Regions from separate parts of the Mus musculus genome. Here all the other regions are linked to region 1. The links are chromatin contacts, called in public HiChIP or PLAC-seq and promoter capture Hi-C maps. All regions are on one chromosome and are shown on one strand. The core of a region is the stretch at or near the end of the contact, and the rest is flanking DNA. Distances in the headings are between cores, read along the strand shown.

Region 1 (4,450 bases), core at 696-3,195:
GCTCTTTCCTAGTCCCATCTCCTAGAGTGCCTTAAATGGAGTAGTTGGCAGGAAAGGGGGAAGACCAGGGTGACGGGTGTTCAAGGTGCATAACATCATCCTATTTAACAGAAGAGGAAACCGAGGTCCACAGAGCCTGCATGGGATAGTTTTTATGTCAGCTTGACAGAAGCTGGTGGCATCTGAAAGAAGGGGACAAAAAATTTTAAGAATATGCCTCCAAGGCTGGAGAGATGGCTCAGCAGTTAAGAGCACGGTCTGCTCTTCCAGAGGTCCTGAGTTCAAATCTCAGCAACCACATGGTGGCTCACAACCATCTATAATGGTTTCTGATGCCCTCTTCTGGTGTATCTGAAGAGAAACAAGTATTATACTTACATATAATAAATAAGTAAATCTTTTCTAAAAAAAAGAAAAAGGAAAAAAAAAGAAAATGTCTCCAAAAGATCAGCCTGTGGGCAAGCCTGTAGGGCATTTCCTTTTCTTTCTTTTTCTGTTTTATTAATTAGTTAATTAATTATTACATTATTGTTAGTATTAGTATTATTATCATTTTAGTTATTTGAGACAAGGTTTCTCTGTATAGACTGGAACTCACTCTGTAGACCAGGCTAGCCTCAAACTCAGAGATCTGTCTGCATCTACCTCCTAAGTGCTAGATGTAAAGGTATGCACTACCACTGCACAGCTACTTGGGCAAAAAAAATTCTTAATTTGTGATTGATGTGGGAGGGCCCAGCCTATTCTAGGTAGTCCAACCCCTGGACTGGCGGTCCACCTGTAAGGCTGAGCAAGCCAGTAAGCAGCGTCCCTCCACGGCTTCTGCATCAGCTCCTGCCTCCAGGTTCCTGCCTCAGTGATGAGCTGAAAATTTGCACACGTAAACCTTTAACTCCCCACTTGCTTTTTGGTCATGGTGTTTTGAGGCGAATCTGCCCAGTGTGGTATCAAATTAGAACCAGAGGGACCCCAAAGTAAATGCCCTGGTTACATTGTCAAAGACAGAGAAACACGTTGAAGCAGGACTGTGGTGGTGCAGGCCTTTAATCCCAGCACTCTGGAGGCAGACCTGCGGGTGGATCTCTGTAAATTCAGGGCCTGGTCTATAGAGCCAGTTCCAGGATAGCCAAGGCTACACAGAGAAACCCTGTCTGAAAAAGTAAAACCAAGCCAAAAAAAAAAAATTAAAAAAATTAAACAAAAACAAAACCCAAAGAGAATAAAGTAAGAAAACCCATACCAGTATCTTAGGAATACAGTGGTTCCCTAAGGCATCATTCTAAGAGCAGGTTTCGGAAGCTGTTTTAATACGTTCGAGTATTCATCAAACAACGTCTCATGAAGAAAACTGAAAATTTTAACCACGGGGCAGAGGGACAGAGGGACAGAGGCAGGAACAACTGGTTTTTGTGGCTAGAGGCTTTTAAGAAAAGGAAGAAATAAAGAAAATTAAAACGAAGAACGTTAAGTTCAGGCCCGCTAGGGTTTTATCTCATTCTGATTCCAATCTGGAAGGAAGCAAGCCCAGGCTTGGCCCTGAGCCAGGCTGGGAGATGGAGGGCAGATCAGGCTCCATGCACGGTGGCAGCCCCCGGGGAGGTGGCAGGGAGCTGGCCTTGGTGTGGCTCGGCGGGCCCGGGCAGAGTTGTAGCCTGCAGATGTCCAGCCTTCCAGCCACCAAGTGTTGGGGACCCAAGTAGCACCTGTCGCGTCGACCGGGTCCCCCCCCCCCCCCCCCCCCGGCCACTTCTACTACTGAGCACGCGCTCTGTGCAGGATCTGTCATTGGCTCCTGCAACTCTCCAGCCCTGCCTAAGAAGGCTGCAGCTTGCCTGTCCTGCTGATTGGCCTGGAGGCTTTCATGCGAGACTCTGATTGGTCAGTGAGGCTCACGCCCTCTCTCCTTGGGTCATACCATAAGGAGAGGAGACGAGGAGAAGAGAGTATCATTTCAGGGCTTTTCTGCTGCATTCTCTTGACCCGCAGTCCACAGTAGCAATTTTGATGTTAAATACAGCTGATGTTTATTGACAGAGGGGGAAGGGTACCCGAGGAGGGGCCCCGAAGGAGGTGGACCGGGCGATGCTGCGCCTCCCGCAGAGGTAGTGCGCTCCGGGCTTGTCTAGTCCAGCCCGGTGGGGCTGACTCTGAGCTTCCCACAGCTGCGCAAGACTGTTAAGAGTCTCCGCGATGCTGCCGCTGCCGTCGCTCCGCCGATCCCTGCTGTCCCATGCCTGGAGGGGCGCTGGGTGAGTGAACCCCTCTGCTGCCTGAGTCCTGAGAGCCGTGGACAGATCCCACTCTGTGGGTCCTCCAGGTTGCAGCCATTATCTCCAGGGTCCCTATGGCTCCCCTAAGTGCGCGCCGGGTCGCGACCTGCAGAGCCACTCTCCCATGGAGAACCTGTGGCGCCTTACCAGGTCTCTCTAGAGCAGTGGTTCTTAACAAATGCTGTGACCCTTTCCTCTTGGTGTGGTGACTCCCCAACCGAAAAATTATGCCACTTCATAACCGTATTTTGCTACTGTTATAAATCGTCATGTAAATATCTAATATGCAGAATAGCTGATATGCGACCCCTGTGAAAGGATCGCTCGGGGTGGCGACCTACAGGTTGCAAACCAATGTCCTAGATGGCCAGTTTTCCTATCCAAGGAACCCCAGGGAGGGTGTGGCGTCCGGATTTGTGCCCACGCCCCCTTCCTACACCCCTCTTTCTCCTAACGCTGTATATTTCAAATTTGCTGATTCTCCCAGACCTTGGCCGGCCCTGTGTTCCCATTCTGGAGCCTTCCGACACTCCCAGGGACCTCTCCACCCCACTCCCTTTTTGTTCAATATTGGGCTTTTGTTTTACGGTGGGTGCCATAATGACTTTTATAACGTGTGATGCGGCTCTGCGTGGCATGGGGCTCATTTTGAGGTTTGCCTAAATCCATTCAGACAAGTTCCTTAATAAATCACCGGGAGGCAGAGGCAGGCAGGTCACTGAGTGCAAGGCCAGCTTGTTCTGCAAGAGCAGGTTCGAGGAGGGTCAGGGATACACGAGAAACCCTGTCTCAAAAACAAACAAACAAACAAACAAACAAACAAACGTAATGAAGAGACAGGTAAGCCCTAGGGCAGAGAGCTGCTTGCTTTCAGCCAGAATCCTGGCTGCCTTAGTGATGTGTTCCAATATCCTGCCCCAGTATGGCTCACGGCCTGTTTGAACTTGGGTATTATTCCCCATTTCTGCCTGCCTTCCTTGTACAGTTTACACAGCACCCCCACACCCCTACTTTGGTTACTGTTTGCCTGCTCTGTGGCCTGTGACCCACCGTGTCCACCTCCACTGAGTTGTGACCTCTTTGAGTTAATCAGTGACCCTTTCCCTGCTCCCATGGGATGACCTGGGTGAGTTTCAACCCTTCCTCATGTTGTGTGACGCTATTAGGCAAAGGACATGGGATTGGGGGGTGGGGTGGGAGGTGGGGCGTGTGGTGAATGGAGCCTGCACCTCTTCAGTTTCTTCCTGCTCCGAGACCACCCACTGCAGCCCCGGGATGGAAGGCTCAGATAGGCAGAGCCTTCTATAGATTCTCAGGTTTACTTTGTACCTCTCCGGGTGTCAGTGTGCTACAAGGTGCACTGCAGTCAAGGGGATCATGCACTGGGTGGGGGCAGTGCATGATCAGGGAGTGGAACTCGGGGGAGTTTTCAACTTAACTGGCCAGAGAGGCGTGGACCCATGCATCTTGTCTTCTTTTAAGGAAAGCAGTCCATGTTATGAAGTAGTTTCGAATAGCAGTATCATTTTGCTAGCTAGCTAGTGTGAGGGCCCCACGCTGAGCCTAGGAGCTTGTTCTGGGGAGGCAGATGTAGCTGTAGTTACAGTTGGTCTGGATCCAGATCCCCGCCCTTCAGTGTGCGGCCCCCTAAACTGGTGGGAAGAGGATTTTGCAACCAGTTCTCTGGCCTCCTGCTGCCTGGTTTCTGTACGGTGCGGCTGGCCTGGCAGGGCGCCCTGAGAGGTTTCACAACATCAGCGAAATACATTCACCTTTGGGGCAGGTCTGCAGAATGCTTAGGAGAGCTTCCAGCCTGTGCCCGTGGTCCTGGTGGCTTCTTCAATCACGATGGGAATAATATCTCTGGATAGATGTCTTCTCCTCAGTGGTTGAGAGGCACAACCCCTAGGACAGTTGGGGTTATTTATTTAGTCCCTCATTCTTTTTAAGACTTATTTATTTAGTTAGTTATGGAGAAAGGATTTCTCTATGCAGCTCTGGCTGTCCCAACCTCATCTTCCTGCCTCTGGGATTAAAGACATGAGCCATCTCCACAGGCCTTGTTTTGTTTTGTTTTGAGACAGGGTTTCTCTGTGTAGCCCTGGCTGTCCTGGAACTCCATTCATAGACCAGGCTGGCCTTGAACTCACAGACCTATCTGCCTCTGCCTCCTGAGTGCT
Region 2 (4,397 bases), core at 1,858-4,357, 550 kb before region 1:
AAGCAGGCAGATCTCTGTGAGCTCAAGGCCAGCCTGGTCGACAGAGCAAGTTTCACGTCAGCCAGAGCTACGCAGAGAAACCCTGTCCTGTAAACCAAAAGAAAATACCAAAGTTCTGAGAAAAGAGCGTGGAAGGCCCTCATTCGACCTGACTGAATCAGGCCTACTGACAGCTTGGGAAAGAGAGGGTCACAGCCAGAACTCCTGTCCACTCCAAACACCACTGTCCTAGGTGACCAGACCTTGGACGATCATGTCTCCCTCACAGCATTGGAGCCCAGCTGCTCTGGGGGCCCACCTCACCAAGTCCCTTGCTGCTCAGTGACACACCCACCCACCCCAAGGCTACCAACCTCACCCCAAGGCTACCAACCTCACCCCAAGGCTACCAACCTCTACGAACCTCCTTCACCTGAGGCTATGAGATGTCCTTGCAGAGAGCAGCTGGGACCTTTGCCAGGGGCTCAGTTCACAGACCTAAGTCTCAGGAGCCCAAGCCTAGAGAGCCTACATCTCACCCGCCACGGTGGACCTCAGCCAGGAGCCCAGTAACCTGTATGGCAAGAGCAGCCATGCTTGCTTTGAGATAAGGGGCCTGCACAGGTAACTATTGAGCTATATGTACTGGGAGTCAAAACTGGCCTAGCCTCACACAGTCCCCAAGCCATGGAGGCAGTGTGGCTAAATCAACACATAAACAGGGGTTGCGATGGCAACAGCATCAGGGAGGCCGTGGGCCTTCAGACCCAGAAGTCAGGGTCAGCAAGAGCAGCTCCAGACAGAGGCGTTGAGGCAGAGGGAACAGCAAACACAAAGACCTTAAGCCAGGCATGGCAGGGCACATGTATAGTACCAACAACTTGGGAGACAGATTCAGGGAGATCACAAGTTCAAGATCACCTTCAGCTACATAGGGAGCTTGGAGTCCACTGAAGCTACATGAGGCCTTCTTTCAAAGTAAGGCCCGAAATCTTGGCACAGAGTGAAACATGACAACTTTGAAGACTGTCCTCGGGGCCCTGAGGCTGGTGTAGGCAGAGAAGAAGAGGAGAGAGGGAAAGGGAGGGTAAGAGTTTGGCCTGGAAGGATCCTCAAGGGCCATAATTGAGGTGGGATTTTGCCTTGTGGAGAGCTAGGTGGGGTTTGTAGCAAGAAAGCAAATGGCCAACTTCTTTTCAGTCACTTTGGCTCTGGGAAAGTGAGCTCCCTGGTGAGAGGTGACAGTGGCTTAGACTAGGGATGGACAGCAAAGGCATGCTTATTTCGAAGACAGGACCAACAGGCCCAGAAAAAGGTGTGTGAATACGAGGGGAAGAGGGTGCTTTCTAAGTTCCCCAGATGTGATACAGGATGGGGCCCGTCACAGAGAAGCATGCCAGCTTCCTCCTCCATACCCAGCTCACCACAGCCCGCATATCCCACCACAGTCAGAGCTTGAAATTCATCCGAAAGCCATAGCCACCGGCCTTGGGGGATTAGCAACGACTGTTAACTATGAGGCAGTCACCCAGTGGTTTCCCAAGGGCGGTTTATTTCTCCCCATCCCGAAAGCCAGGTCTCCCAAACCCACCCCGGGTACCTGCAAGGTTTCCAAGGCCTGGCCAGCCGTAGCCGTGCCCGTGGTGAGCGAGGCCACTTGCACCGCCTGCTTGCGGGCAGCCAGCAAGATCCTGCAGTAGGTGAAGCAGATGGCACCCGAAGGCAGGAAAAAGGTGACGCCGGACGCCACGAGGACATAAGGCAGGCTGGCCAATAGGCGGCACTGGCCCGGGGCAGATGTTCGAGCTTTGCCCAGTTCATGCCAGCCCAGCAAGAGGGGCAGGAAGGAGGCCAGCGCGGCGAGGCTCCAGGCACCCAGGATGAGCGCCAGGGCACGCGGGGCTGTCATGCGCAGCTTGTAGCGCAGCGGCGAGAGGATGAGCAGGTAGCGGTCCAGGCTGATGAGGCAGAGGTTGAGAATGGAGGCGCTGCAGCACATCACGTCGAAGGCGGTCCAAAGCAGACAGAGGCCGCGAGCTAGCACCCAGCGCCCATACAGCGCGTTCAGCATGGCTGGGGGCATCACCACCAATCCCACCATCAGGTCCGACGTGAAGAGCGACACCAGGAAGAAGTTAGACGTGTTGCGCAGCGCGGGCTGCGTGCAGATGAGCGCGATCAGCAGCGAATTGGCGGCTGCCGTCAGCACGATGACCACGCACAGCGCAGCGGCCACCCAGCCGCTGCCCCCTGGGGCTGGCGGTGGCCCGGGGCCCCAGGCTGGGGTGCTACTGTTGACAGGGCCGGGCTCTGGAACCATGGGGACTAGGGTTGAGGACCAGGACAGGATATGGTGAATGCGGATACAGGGTGAAGCCAAAGGAAGAGAAAGCAAGATGGGTAAAAACTGCACCTCAGAGGAGTAGGTGGCAAAACAGGGTTCTTAGGTCACCGAGCAACCATTACAAGAGGTCGGGGAGAGATTGTAGGGGCGCCTCCTATGGCGGGGCCACCTGGAGTACTCGGGTAAGAAGTTTGGGGAGGGGTACCGATGCGCCGAGTCCATGAAAGTTGGGCTGGGGCTGGATGAGAGCCCTGGAATGGAATAGAGCCACCGGGGATGCCTAAGGATGGGGGTGGGGCTCCTGGCCAGAGGCACGGCTGGGGAGGTGGGAGCAGGAGGCGAACTCCCGCCTTCCGGTCGGGGCAGTCTCTCTGAGGAGGGTGGGCGTGTGAGTACGCTTGATCACGAGCTGTCGCGCGTGGGGGTCGCAATGGGGTGGCCCAAGAACAGGAGCGCAGCTCGGCGGCGGAAAGCAGGTCTCCTTTCTCCCCTAGGCACTGAAGGATCCCGGGTACCGGAGGCCGCGGACCGGGCCGGGCCAGACCTGGTGGGGGAGAGAGGGCTGGCAGAGGAGCGCAGCGCGGCGCGGCGCTCCGCCCTCCCGGCCGCGCCGGCTCGCCTGGCCGCCTCCCGCCCGCGCTCCCTACCTGGGCGCTCGCGGGTGATCCGCTGCCGGCGACTGCGGCAAGCGCCGCGGGGCTGGAGACTACAGGCAGCGGCTGGTGGCGCGGCGGGCATAGGGCTCCCGAGCCGGGGAGATGGTGCGCAGGAGCCCGCGACGCTTCAGCCACGCGCGGTCCCGGAGGCTCCGAGCGTGCGCCCCGCCCCGCCCCGCGGTGGGCGGGCAGAGTCGAGCCCCTCTTAGCTGGCGAGCGGGGTTGTGGTACCCTAGGCCTGGAGAAGGATGCTCCAAGCGCTCCCGGGCGCCCGCAGCCCCCACACCTTCGCCTGTGGCTCCCCTGCCCACATGTGGTGATGGCGCAGGCAGAAGTCAAGGAAGGGGGACGTGACCTGTATGTACCCGGAGACTGCTCCCCAATGGGGGTCGAGCCACTCACTGTAAGAATCACCGAGCTTTCAAGAGAAGTCAGCTGGGAAATACCGAGCAAGTCCTTTGAGATCCCTCTGAGCCTCAGCTGCTGGATCTATACAATGGGTAAATAATTTCTACCACACTTCACCTTTGGATCAACCCTGCCAGTTCTCTAACAACACTGAGTGATTTTGGTGAAGGTCCCCCTCCCTGACCTGTTGGCGCTCCAAGTCTCAGTGTGAGGGATTTGGGAATCTCCAAGCCATTGGAAGGGTAGTCACTGCAAACAGGGGTAGGGCCTAGCGCCTCCTAGTGATGACCAAGTTTTCTTCACACCTTGTAGGTACCAGGTACTGCTCTGGACCATCTATCTGGACACCACGACATTAGATGACGCTTCCCATCTGTGAACTTCCATTCTAGTGGAAGGAAATGGACAAGAAATGGGCAAAGGAAACGTAAAGTGGTCATTTCTATAGGAAAGGGGGGAGGAAGAAGAGGGAGGGGAGGAGGGAAAGGAGGAGGAGGAGAGAAAATGTACAGCAGTGTGAAGAGAACCTGACACGTATCTTTTTTGAAATGGAAATACCTCCCACTTAGAAGAGCCCACTGCGTTCATGGCCTTGGTTTGTCCTGGAATATCTCTACCCAGATTCCTACCCCCAACTATAAAGCCAGAATATACATGCCAGAAATATAAATACCAGGAAGAAGGTGTTACGCTGAGGCTCAGAGAGGTCAAGAGCCTCTACCGAGGTCTCCAGCACCAGGCAACCAAGGATCTGGTGGAACCGAGTTCCGCCAGGTGCTCAAGGCAGAAGGTGCTTAAGATGCCCGGTGTCCAAATCCGCAGATCAACGGTATCCACTCACACCCAAAGGTGGGTGAAGTCAGCCGCAGCACCCAAAAGACGGACCCTGTCTTTCACTCCACACTGTGAGGCCTGAGGAAACAGAAGGTCACCCCTGGATGGAGCGTCAGAGACCCACTTGCGATCCCAGCTCTGATGCTCAGTAGGTTCTGCGCATTCAGGGCCGGTGG
Region 3 (4,444 bases), core at 563-3,062, 660 kb before region 1:
ACATTCTGTACACAGACACCCAGGGCTACGGCCAGGAGCCTTTCTACGAACCTGGTAGAAACTGGGGTAGAAAGAAATCCCCGCTGACCCAGCCTAAGGCAGAAAGAATGGAAACTGGGGCTGGGATCCAGAGTGAGGGGACCCTGAGGGGGGAACAAAGCAAGAACAGGCAGCCTCTGCCTGCTGGAGGCTCCACACACATAGACTGAACCTGTGGCAGGCACAGCCCCTCGGGGTAGAGGGAAGGGTTTAACCCAAGAAGCTTGACACCAGTAGCCACTGACAAGCCATCTCTGGATTCACTGTGGTGCTAGTTGTTGTTCTTGTTTTTTGTTGTTGTTGTTGTTTGTTGTGAGGGAAGGGACATCTATCCCAGCTTGCTCTCTCTCTCTCTCTCTCTATATATATATATATATTATAAGGGAAATAAGGGAACACCATTATCACAGACCCCATTACAGATGGTTGTGAGCTACCATGTGGTTGCTGGGAATTGAACTCAGAACCTCTGGAAGAGCAGTCAGTCCTCTTAACTGCTGAGCCATCTCTCTAGCCCCCATCCCAGCTCTCTCATTCCAGGCATGGTGAGGGGGACAGAATTTCATGACTGCCACACTTCGTCCCCTCTACCATGCCACATGGAGTCCTACCAGCTTAAGCCAGCCACCCAGAGGCCAATAGAATCTTCATGGATTGACATGGCTGAGTTCCACGAGACTGGGAACCAGACCTTGGACATGGCAAGATCCTGCCCCTGTGGTAGGCCCCTTGGCAGGCAGCCAACAAGCCAACACCCTGCCCCTGTGCCCAGACCTTTCTTACAGAGCTGGCATTCTAGGAGACCACAGGTGAGGACCCAGGCCGGGAGAGCTGGCTCTTAGAAGACCCAAATAACAGCAGTTTATGCTTATGCCTGGGTGCCTAGAGCCAGGGGTCTGTTCCCGCGGTGCACTGACAGGAGAGATAAATACCTGGGAACCGGAAGCTGCTAATGCAGCTGTGAGGATGACAAGAAACTGAATGGGCCAATGTGTGCTTGTTAGTTTCGGTTTTCTGTTCAGACTTTCCTGTCCCCAACACTTCGCCCAATCTCTCTTTCTCTTTTTTCCTAATGCCACCCATTTGCCCATGTTTTCAAGGCACAAACACTCTCTTCTGCATTGAGTCTGAAATCTAGAAGGTCTGGAGGCCTTTCTCAGAGGGATGCTTCCCAGTCACCCTCATCAGGACCACAGAGATGTTGGAGAGCTTTACAGTTGTTTACACCCCATCCGGGCCTGACACATCTACCCCTCTGTGCCTCGGAGCCTGGTACTCTGCATTTTTAAAGGCTGATGAGATGTCTCAGCAAGTATGCCAGCAATTGTGACACCCTAAGTTCTACCCCGCAGAACCCCCCTCGTTACACAAGAGAACTGACTCTTTCAAGTCCCTTGACCGCCACATGTGGACCATGAAGACATGTGTCACATGCCTACACCGGCACACACAGAGAATAAATGTAATTTCTAAAGGGTTGTGGGGTTTCTGCTCATTTCCCTACACCAGGGCTTTGATTGGCCAGGGGTGGAGGTGGAGGTGGGGATGGGGTGTCACTGGTGCGCTCCAGAGCGTAGTAGTAGAGACAGCGTCCCTGTCGGTTGTCATGTAGACACTCACCAGGCATGGCCCCAACAGGAAAGTCCTGATTCATGAGACTCCACCCACTTTGGCCCTTCTATCAGGTAATTCAAAGTCTCCAGGTCTCCAAGTTACTGATTAACCCTGGGTTTCGAGTAAAGAAATAATAATAACTGAAGGACCAACATAAGCGGAGAAACAAGCAGGGCAACCAAGGGAGCAAGATGCCAGACATCGGTTGTCAGCAGGTACCCGCAGAGAGCAGAAGGGAGACTGGAAGCGTCCCCACAGGACCGGAACCCATGCAAGTCCTGGCAGCTCCGGTGGATGTCGCATGCGGATGCCCGTGCGCGGATCAGCCTTGTCCCTCCACCTCTGTACCCAGAATGTCCTGCACTGAGGCCCCACAGCCTATCCCAGCGGGTACCACCACCACCAGCACCATCATTGCCTTGGGGCCCACCGGGCGGCTCAGCATCTCTGTGGAGGGTGACCTGGAATGCTTGGTGTGCCGAGAGCCCTACAACTGTGCTCGGTCCCCCAAGCTGCTTAGCTGTCAGCACACCTTCTGTGCCGTATGCCTGAAGCTTCTGCTATATGTGCAGGAAGACACCTGGTCCATCCCCTGTCCGCTGTGCCGAAAGGTCACTGCTGTCCCGGGAGGCCTCATCTGCAGCTTGCGAGACCAGGAGGCGATGGTGGGGCGTCTGGCCCTGCCATGCCCAGAGGTGCGCCTATGTCCTCAGAGGCTAGTGGGTTCTGCCGCTTCAGCAACTCGGCCAGCCAACTGGACAGGAGAAGAAGAACAGGACACTGTAAGTGTCAACCGTGTAGCTGCCCGGCGCCTGGCTGTACACTTGCTCTTGTTGGCTCTTGTCATTGTCCTTATCCTGCCTTTCATCTACCCGGGTGTCATCCGGTGGGTGTTGGCCTTTGTCATTGCTCTGGCTCTCCTGATGTCCACCCTATTCTGCTGTCACCCCCAGAGCCAGAACAGCAACTGGCTTTGCCCCAGGACTCTGTTCTGCAGAGAGCAAAAGCAAACCCAGATCACTTCTATTGCCTGAGAACTCTGGATCCCTACAGGCCCAGTGCTGCCAAGGTTCCCTCCTCCCCCAGACCTCACAGTCTGCATGGGTAAGGGGCTAGGGGCCGCCTTTCAAAATCACATTCGAACTGGACTTGCGTGTCAAAGCCAGACTGGCCATGTTGGATCAAGGATTCTGTGCTGGAACAGTGGGATCGCACCTGCCTGTTCCTGTGTAGCATAGGAAGGAAAGGGGGAAAGAGAGGAGACACCCCCTGAATGAGTGACTCAAGGGTGGTGGGGTCCCTACCCCTATTCCAGAGCTCCTAAGTTTTGTATATATCCCTTTGTACACATATTGGGACATTGGCCTTACTACAAAGCAAATAGAACCAGGTCTCTTTTGTAATCCATGTAGCTGGCTTCATTTTTTTTAAATTTGGGCTTTGATGTTTTGTGTCCTGGGAAGTTTGTGACCATCTCTAGCCATTGCCCACTTTCCCTCCTGGGGTGCCAGAGCCCAAGGGGATACTGCCAGGTTTTCCCCAGGGTTGCTTGCTACACTGATCCCAAACCTTCCATGCCAAAAGTCTCCTTACGGTTTCCCACAGGGTCCACCCCAGGGTGGAGTACACATGGAATTGGAATTGTAAAGTGGGGAGAGGGTATCCGAGGATCAGCAGACAGAGATGGGGAGGTGTGGAGAGGGTGGGTCCAGGAATTGTCCTTAGGATCTACGCTGAGATCACCAGTTGCGTACCATGAGGGCTTGACTCAGAGAATCTCAGGGGACATGGACACACACACACACACACACACACACACAGAGACAGAGAGAGAGACAGAGAGAGAGAGAGAGAGAGAGAGACTCAGCTCTCCATCAGACTCCCAGACTCACATGACAGAACGAAAGCTTTCCAGATGGCGCCTCTCTTCTTATCACATCTACGGCCCTATTTGCTCCTTTGTCATAAAGATAAAACATCTCGTAAATGCAACGGTCCTCGGCGGTGTCACCCCACCTCAGCCTCAGAGCGGCAGTCGCTAGAAAGGTCCTTGGGTCATCTCTTCAGGACTATTTGGGCTTCTTTTTTCATGCAGCGCGGGGGGGGGGGGGTGGGAATCCACCCTCAGAAATGAGCCCTGGTGGGTTCAAGCAAAGAGGAAGTGGGAGAGCAAGAAGCCCAGTGTGGGAGCTGGAAGTTTGTCTCGGAGAGTCCCTGTGATCAGACTTAAAACTCTGGAGGGACTCCCCAGGCCTTGTGCACTGTCCTTTCCCATTCACCCCATTTCCTGCAGTAGGAGACTAACAGGAGGGCACAGTTCATGGTGACAGGACCTTTGTCAGGAGAGATGAGAGGACTCTGCCACTGGATCCTTGGGTGCCTGGCCCTGGTCAGTGGTCACATGCTGTTGAGCAAGGTCTTTGGCTCTCTGCTTCCCTTTTCTCAGACTGAGTTAAGTCTGACTCCGTTAGTCCTAAGATTCCCTGGATGTCCCAACTGCTCAGGGCCTGGTTGAGCCACAAGCCGATCGATGGAGGGGCCATATGCTTCTGAACGCCTGTGAGGAGGTCACATCAAGGGCTCCTTCTGTCTGACTGTGTGTCAGGCTGAGGGTAGAGTTCAGCGGTAAAATGTTTGCCTGGAATGTGTGAAGCCCTAGGTCCAGTCATCCCCAATGCAATTCACAAAATAAATACCAAAGCGAGCAAGAACATGAGTGCAGTATACTGCCTTGAAAAAGGCAGTGACTTCTTATTTTTCTTATAAGGCCAGACAATTCCCAGTGCAGCGA

Evidence for each region. Promoter capture Hi-C pulls out the DNA fragments that hold promoters and counts their contacts. HiChIP or PLAC-seq counts read pairs in DNA pulled down with a chosen protein or histone mark.
Region 2: a contact with region 1 is called in an H3K27ac HiChIP or PLAC-seq map of embryonic stem cells, with 2.6 times the contacts expected there. The contact joins the promoter of Htr6 here to the promoter of Aldh4a1 in region 1. A contact is called at or near these places in 1 of 15 datasets of contacts at CTCF or cohesin (embryonic stem cells), 8 of 484 Hi-C or Micro-C datasets (the Ba/F3 cell line, the G1E-ER4 cell line, the P5424 cell line and 2 more), 9 of 115 datasets of contacts at active chromatin or transcription factors (embryonic stem cells, large pre-B cells and stem cell-derived neural progenitor cells) and 2 of 9 other capture datasets (adipose tissue and embryonic stem cells).
Region 3: a promoter capture Hi-C map of stem cell-derived epiblast-like cells shows a contact between it and region 1, with 5 times the contacts expected there. The contact joins the promoter of Rnf186 here to the promoter of Aldh4a1 in region 1. A contact is called at or near these places in 3 of 39 promoter capture datasets (liver, pre-B cells and stem cell-derived epiblast-like cells), 1 of 484 Hi-C or Micro-C datasets (liver) and 3 of 115 datasets of contacts at active chromatin or transcription factors (bone marrow-derived macrophages, memory CD8 T cells and thymic regulatory T cells).

What each region holds. Positions count from the first base shown.
Region 1 is chr4:139,620,949-139,625,398 of GRCm38.p6, forward strand. It overlaps Aldh4a1 (aldehyde dehydrogenase 4 family, member A1), which reads left to right and starts at 1,946. Exons shown (of 15, transcript NM_175438.4): 1 at 1,946-2,249. The coding sequence starts at 2,191.
Region 2 is chr4:139,072,463-139,076,859 of GRCm38.p6, forward strand. Htr6 (5-hydroxytryptamine (serotonin) receptor 6) reads right to left here and starts at 3,108. Exons shown (of 4, transcript NM_001377096.1): 1 at 2,971-3,108; 2 at 1,580-2,867. The coding sequence starts at 2,299.
Region 3 is chr4:138,965,307-138,969,750 of GRCm38.p6, forward strand. Rnf186 (ring finger protein 186) reads left to right here and starts at 1,813. Exons shown (of 1, transcript NM_025786.4): 1 at 1,813-3,059. The coding sequence starts at 2,007. The coding sequence ends at 2,687.